2 separate regions of the Mus musculus genome follow, and region 1 is linked to region 2. A link is a contact called in public HiChIP or PLAC-seq data. All regions are on one chromosome and are shown on one strand. The core of a region is the stretch at or near the end of the contact, and the rest is flanking DNA. Distances in the headings are between cores, read along the strand shown. Region 1 holds the start of Tmem88 (transmembrane protein 88). Region 2 holds the start of Rnf227 (ring finger protein 227).

Evidence for each region. HiChIP or PLAC-seq counts read pairs in DNA pulled down with a chosen protein or histone mark.
Region 1: an HNF4G HiChIP or PLAC-seq map of pancreatic cancer cells shows a contact between it and region 2. The contact joins the promoter of Tmem88 here to the promoter of Rnf227 in region 2. A contact is called at or near these places in 16 of 39 promoter capture datasets (the HPC-7 cell line, HPC-7-derived erythroid cells, Sertoli cells and 11 more), 2 of 15 datasets of contacts at CTCF or cohesin (the NIH/3T3 cell line and pro-B cells), 61 of 484 Hi-C or Micro-C datasets (the AML12 cell line, B cells, the Ba/F3 cell line and 41 more), 21 of 115 datasets of contacts at active chromatin or transcription factors (CD8 T cells, DN3 thymocytes, the SCID.adh cell line and 14 more) and 3 of 9 other capture datasets (adipose tissue, liver and pancreatic islet).

What each region holds. Positions count from the first base shown.
Region 1 is chr11:69,396,511-69,399,541 of GRCm38.p6, reverse strand. Tmem88 (transmembrane protein 88) reads left to right here and starts at 1,308. Exons shown (of 2, transcript NM_025915.4): 1 at 1,308-1,526; 2 at 1,661-3,026. The coding sequence starts at 1,317. The coding sequence ends at 1,930. Kdm6b (KDM1 lysine (K)-specific demethylase 6B) reads left to right here. Exons shown (of 24, transcript NM_001017426.2): 24 at 1-1,034. It overlaps Naa38 (N(alpha)-acetyltransferase 38, NatC auxiliary subunit), which reads right to left. Exons shown (of 3, transcript NM_030083.2): 3 at 2,871-3,022. The coding sequence ends at 2,910.
Region 2 is chr11:69,339,015-69,342,431 of GRCm38.p6, reverse strand. It overlaps Rnf227 (ring finger protein 227), which reads right to left and starts at 1,636. Exons shown (of 2, transcript NR_027827.2): 1 at 1,374-1,636; 2 at 1-1,273.

The DNA of each region.
Region 1 (3,031 bases), core at 59-2,558, 57 kb before region 2:
CAAGGACCAGGCTCCGGCGGCGGCGGGGGTCACATACGGGTTCCCTCAAGCCTGCCCGCCGCGCGCCCGCCCGCCGCCCGCCGGCGCAGACGTTCGCGGCTCGTTGTGTACATAGACGTTCGGCAGCCGAGGTTTTTAATGAGATTCTCTCTATGGGCTTTACCCCTACCCCTGGACCTCCTTTTTTTTTTTTTTTTTTTTTTTTTTTTTACTTCCAATGCTAGCTGTGATCCCTGTATATGTCTCTTGTTTATTCACTTGGTTATGATTCGTATTTTTGTTCTTTTTGTTTTTTGGTTTTTAATTTATAACAGTCCCACTCACCTCTATTTATTCATTTTTTTTTTCTCTTTTTTTGGGAAAACCCGACCTCTTACATCCCCAAGCCATCCCTCCTGCCTCTTTGGGAGGCCCACTCCTGGGCCTTCCCTGCGCCCCAGTATGTCCGGGCTTGGCCCGTCTGTCTCCGCCCGCCCGCGGCTCCAGCCGGGCTCTCATGGTGCTCAAACCTGCTCCCCTCCCCTACGTCCTGCACTTTCTTGGACCAGTACCCCCACTCCCGACCCAACCCCGACCCCACCTGAGGGTGAGCGACTCCTGTACTGTAGGGGAAGAAGTGGGAACTGAAATGGTATTTTGTAAAAAAAATAAATAAATAAAATAAAAAGTTTTAAAGAACTATGAGGAAAAGAAACCCTGTCCTCCCCAGCCTCGGCCATTTTAAAAACATTGGACACACACACACACACACACACACACACCTTTTTTAAGGCGTGAAACATCCCAGGGCAGGGCCTCTCTGGGGCAGGGACACCCTGGGGTGATTTTCTCTGGGGCTTTATTTTCATTTTCTTAGTTCGGTTTTTTTCCCCCCCGCTGGGGCTGCGGAGGGGTGGGGGGGTTTACAGTCCCGCCCCCTCGCACTGCACTGTCTCTCTGCCCCAGGGGCAGAGGGGGGCTTCCCATTCCTACCCTATTTTCGGTGATTTTTGTGTGAGAATATTATTAAAAATAAAAGCAGGAAAAAAAAAAAAGAGACCCTTGTGTTTTGATGATGGCTGTGAAGCATATCAGTTGAAGGGTCGAGGAGCTAAGGGGAGGGCGATGCAGCCTCCGGAGGTGGGGAGCCCCTCCTCAGAGGAGCCTGTGGAATGTCCAGACCCACAGTCTGCCCCTTAGGATGGGGATGCCTAATCCCAGAGCCGCATTCCAGGATAAGGTAGTGGGGGGCGGGGTGCAGAGAGACTGCCCCGGGGGAGGGGCAGGAAAGAGGGCTATAAGGACTGCAGTCGTGTGGGGCGGGAACCAACCAGGCCATGGCGGAGGTCCCCGGAGCCCAGCGCCCCGTTCTCGCTGGCGGCCCAGAGCCTCGGGATCCCCTAGATTGCTGGGCCTGTGCAGTGCTAGTAACGGCTCAGAATCTGCTGGTGGCTGTTTTCAATCTCCTCTTGCTGGCACTGGTGCTGGGGACCATCTTGCTACCTGCTGTCATCATGTTAGGCTTCGGCTTTCTCTGCCACTCCCAGGTAAGCATACCAAGGGGTATGCGTGAGTGGTGTGTGGGCGGCGGGGGTGGGGGGGTGTCTGAGCCACTGCATCCCCACTTGGGCTGTTTCCTCCTGGGCAGAGTGGCCCATTCTGATGTCTCTTATCCGCACAGTTTCTGCGCTCTCAGGCACCCCTTTGCACCTCGCATCTGCGGGACCCAGGCTTCACAGCCCTGTTGGTCACTGGATTCCTACTGCTCGTGCCGTTGCTTGTCCTTGCCCTGGCTACCTACCGCCGCCTCTGCCTGCGCCTCCGCCTGGCCGACTGCCTCGTGCCCTACAGCCGAGCCCTCTACAGGCGCCGGCGCATCCCACAGCCGAAGCAAATCCCAGTCTCACCAGGTTCTCGGTCTGTTCCCACACCGGGAAAGGTCTGGGTCTGAGGTGCTTAGAGTCAAGAATCCTGTCGATTGCCCTCCTGGTCTCTCAAGGACTTGAAACAAGCCCAGGGGTGTACTGCCCAAGCCGGTTCCTTACCGCGGCCTGAGCCGGATCCTACCATCCCTTTGATGGAACAGCTGAATGTGGACGTAGAGCTGGCGAAAATTCCCATGTCCCAGAAACGTCATTCACATTTGATTCCTGAACGTTTGGGCTGGACCCTGCACATCTTCTTTCCCTTCCCTATTGTAAATAAGAGAGCTGGACCTTGTGCCTTCCTTTGCTGGTGCAGCTCCTCCAAAATTTACAGGACTGAGGGACAGGGCTCACACAAATAAGAGAGAAGCCATCACAAATAATAAAAAAAAATTATAAAATGAATGCACTCTGTGAATACAGGGGTGGCACATATCCAATCGCTCCTGCACTGGGCTCAGGAGTAGGAAACGAATCCTCAAGACTACAAATGGGCAAATCAGAGAGCATCTCTCAGCATCCTGCCTTTTCCTTATCGCATTAGTCCATTCTTCCTGATCAGACCCCAGAGTTGTCTGGCCCTGACCCCAAAGTCACTTCCCCATTAATAGCGCAGAGAGGGCCTTGTTTCGGCTGCCTACCCAGCTCCCCTTGGGGACCCGAGCCCGTTCTCTGACCCCAGCTTAAAGGAACTGAGTGTTGCCAGGCCGGGGTGGGAAACAATGGATCTTCCGGGGCAGGATGACACCGCTTCCCGCTAGAAACTGAAGCAGGAGCGTGGGAGGGAAGATGGAGGGGCCCACCCTAGGGCCTGCTGCCTTAAGCTCCTAACTTGAGGGAGGGTTTGGTTCTTCTAGGCATTGGGGCAGGTTGAGGAAGCTCCTGAACTCTGATGAACCTCTAAGGGTGGGGTGTGCTAGCCCTCCCCTGACATTGGACCTACACACAGACACAGGCCACTTTGGTCATAGGGTTTAATGGTCTCAAAGAGAAGTGCAATTGTGGTCAGAGATACGGGCCCCCCGACAGACTCTCCCTTTGGACTTCAATAGAAACGATGTGGTGTCCTGGTACCATGGCCAGACCCAGCACACGGGGTTCGCCCGCAGAAAATGAATCTGGAAAAA
Region 2 (3,417 bases), core at 387-2,886:
TTCCCACAGATGCATGCTGGCCTCCAAAAGGGGAGATTTCAGCTGGAACCGAAGGACAGGAAAAAGACAAAACATTTTACAAATGGAGGTTTATACCCTAGAACTACATACATTATTTGTCATTAAAAACAAAATCTTGAAGACCTCTGAAAACTGAGGCCTTGTAAATTCACATTTGTAGCTCAGAAAAATTTTTCTCAAAAGAATGTCACTTTGGCACTTTAATGCGTCACTAGTGTTTTAAATGTTCCACCTACAGCTGATGATGCCATCTCAGAGTGACTAAGAGCTAAACCAGTGATTCTTAACTTACATACACATACCTGGGATTCTAAAACTACCGGGGAATGTGGACTGGGGTCCTGAAATTCTGCATTTCTAGCAAGCTGTGAGACCAACCAACACTGCTGGTCTTGATTTTAAGTCTACAGTAAGATATTTACAGGACTTTAGAATAGAACTAACTACATACAGTAAACAATGTCCCATTATGGGACACAAATTAAAATTATGTGAGCATCTTTTTTTTTCTTTTCCCCAGTATTGCTACAGAGTCAGTAAAGATAACAAAGGCCTAAATTTTGCTTCCTTTATCAAATGGCTCACCCATCTTTGATAAGCCTTTAATAAGGCCTCATGTAAATAAATGCCCCTTGGATGTTTTCATACCTGCCCTATCCAGCTGAAGGGAGGTTGTATATGCAAGATTCCCAATCATAAGCAGGGAGTCAACTCAGTAATTGCTGGAGCACGGTAACAAGAGTGGGAAGATGGCATGCCAGCAAACACAACCAGATAAGTGAGATTGACATGACATATAAATTAGCTTATCCCCTGTCCTGTCCTTTTTTCCACAGTACACATTGTCAACCACAGACCACTGCTAAAATTGGATCCTTTGCTTACACCACAGACTCTGAACAAACGCCAAAGCTTTGTTATTTTTTTTTTCTTCCTACATTATGGTAGGCTTTGTTTCTATTATCCCTTGGCCACTCCATCCTGAAAATATAATGCTGGCACAGTCTAGGAGCCTTCGCCGCTCAGAATCCACACCATCTAGGGTCCTTTCTGTTGAGCTCCATCTCCATCACGCATGTACCAATTCCAGCATCAGCCTTGATTTCCAGGTAGTCTTGACATCAACCTTTTGTGTCAGAGCACGCCTGAGGATGCTGCTCCCACCTGCTTTCTGCCATAGCTCTGGGGTTCCTTGGTTACAGCGTACAACGGGTCATGTGGGCAATGTCCTTGACCTCTGGACAGTAGAGCACTGGAGGAAAGAAGAAGGGTTAGTGGCAACAGGAGGATGCAACTTGACCCAGCATTCTTCGGTGCAATGTACCCAGTATCCTCCCTAGGCCGCCCCTCACCATTGCTAGGCAACGGACGCCGCAAGCGGCGTGCCGGCGCCAGGACCCTGTCCAAAATTCGGCGAAGCGCGCGCCAACCCGCACTTGGAGGTCCCGCCCCCTTCTCGCTCTCCGCTTCCCCGTCGTCGTCCTCTCCATCCTCTCCGCTGTCTTTGGCCGGGCTCCCCATCGGGTCTCCTTCACGCTCAGCCCGGGCTTTTTCCTCCAGCCGTGACCACAAGACAGGGTCTAGCGCGATCTCCGTGACGCCGCCGCGCGGGAGCGGGGAAGGCGCGCGGCAGAACGGGCACGTGACAGCGCGGCGCAGGCGCACCACGCGCGCGGCCGTGCGGCTGCCGTCGCCCCGCGCTGCCAGCTCGCGCAGGCAAGCTGTGCACAGCGTGTGGCCGCAGCGGGCGCGCGCCGTGCCAGGCAGGCGGCGGGGCGCACGGGCCCCGAGGTTGTAGGGTCGGAAACAGATGTTGCAGTCCAGCTCACCCAGCTCGGGAAGAGAGGGCACTCTCATCAAGAGCTGCATCGTGGTCACCGTGGCCCGAGGGCTTCGATCTCTAGGCGGCTAGGATACAGAACGAATGAGCCCTCCTTGGGCCAGGGCAGGGGCCTGGGGCCCGCGCCGCCGCCTCTGTCCCCTTTTAATAGTGAGGCCCCGCCCTCGAGGCGTCACGCGCAGATGGGCCGCTCCCTTCCGAGGCACGCGTTGGGGCGGCAGAGGCGCGAGGCTGGACTTGCGAGTGGGGATGCAGCGGGCTGAATGCCCAGGACAATGCCAGAATTACCCGAGGGAAGAGGGGGGCACGCTCCACCCACAGCCTCCATGGCGGACTCCTCACCCCCAGCAAAACACTAGCGCTGTCACTTAAACCTACCTGATGCAGGTGTCCAGGTCTCCTCTTGCACACAGTCACTAGCACAAGTCTATATGGCCCTGTTGGCCTATTTGTCACATGTTCATACTCTTTCACAATCCCCTCCTGCCCTTCCCCTCACAAACAGGCAACATATGCCAGGTTTACTGTTGGTTCTGCCCAGTTTTAATTGGTCTTCTGGATGTTTGGATTGTGCCCAGCCATAATTCACTCTGCCCTCGCCTCTCCTTTTTATACATGGCCTCTTGGGTTCTTTGGAAGGCTGGCTCCCTCAAATTCCTCCCCCTACCCCCTCTGAGAGTTTGAGTCCAGCTAACACCTCAGCACAAGGAGGGACCTAGATTCCAGGAGCATGGCCTTAGGAATGCTGGGAATCTTTTCCTTCCGGAGTATCCAGACTTGGACACCCACACAGCATGATGGTGGAAACGAAGCAGCTCTGCGTGACTTCTGACTCAGGGGTCTGACTTCTCCCACAGGTAAACAGGACGTGGTACTCACAGCCCACATTCCCTCACGGTGTGGCACCCACACCCAAGCTGCCTCCTCAGCCTCTCGAACCCAGGCTCTGTTGCGGAGGATAATAACACAGTCTTGACACAGCTGGCTCAAGAACAAATCCTAGTTGTGACACCCACAGACAAGTTACTTCATTTCTCTGGGCCTTGATTTCTTCATCTACAAAGTGTGGGTAATAATAGTAAGGATGGAAAGAGCTTGTGTTTGTAAGGTGCTTTAAATGGTGCCTGATGGTACACAGTAAACATCAGATAAGCAACAGCTGTTATTATCCTTATCATCCCTGGCTCCACGCCGGCTTTGTGTTCTCTGTAACTTCTCTGTACCCAGTATTTCCCATACACCATCTCTTGGTTAATACAAGATGGGTTTCTTTACATGGTATAGCATTTACCGGCCCATCACAGGTAAGATAGAGCTGGTTTTGGTTTTTAACATTAGCATTTTAAAGCTAAAATCTTTGAGGGTAATCTTTGTTTTAGGGACAGGGTCTTACTCTGAAGCCCTGGCTGGGCTGAAACTTTTCATATAGTTCTGGATGACTTCAAACTCACAAGAAATCTGCCTGCCTCTGCCTCCTGAGTGCCGGCATTAAAGGCTATTGTTACCATGCCTAACAACAGTAATCTTTTGCCCAGTCTAAGTTGGAACCTACTATG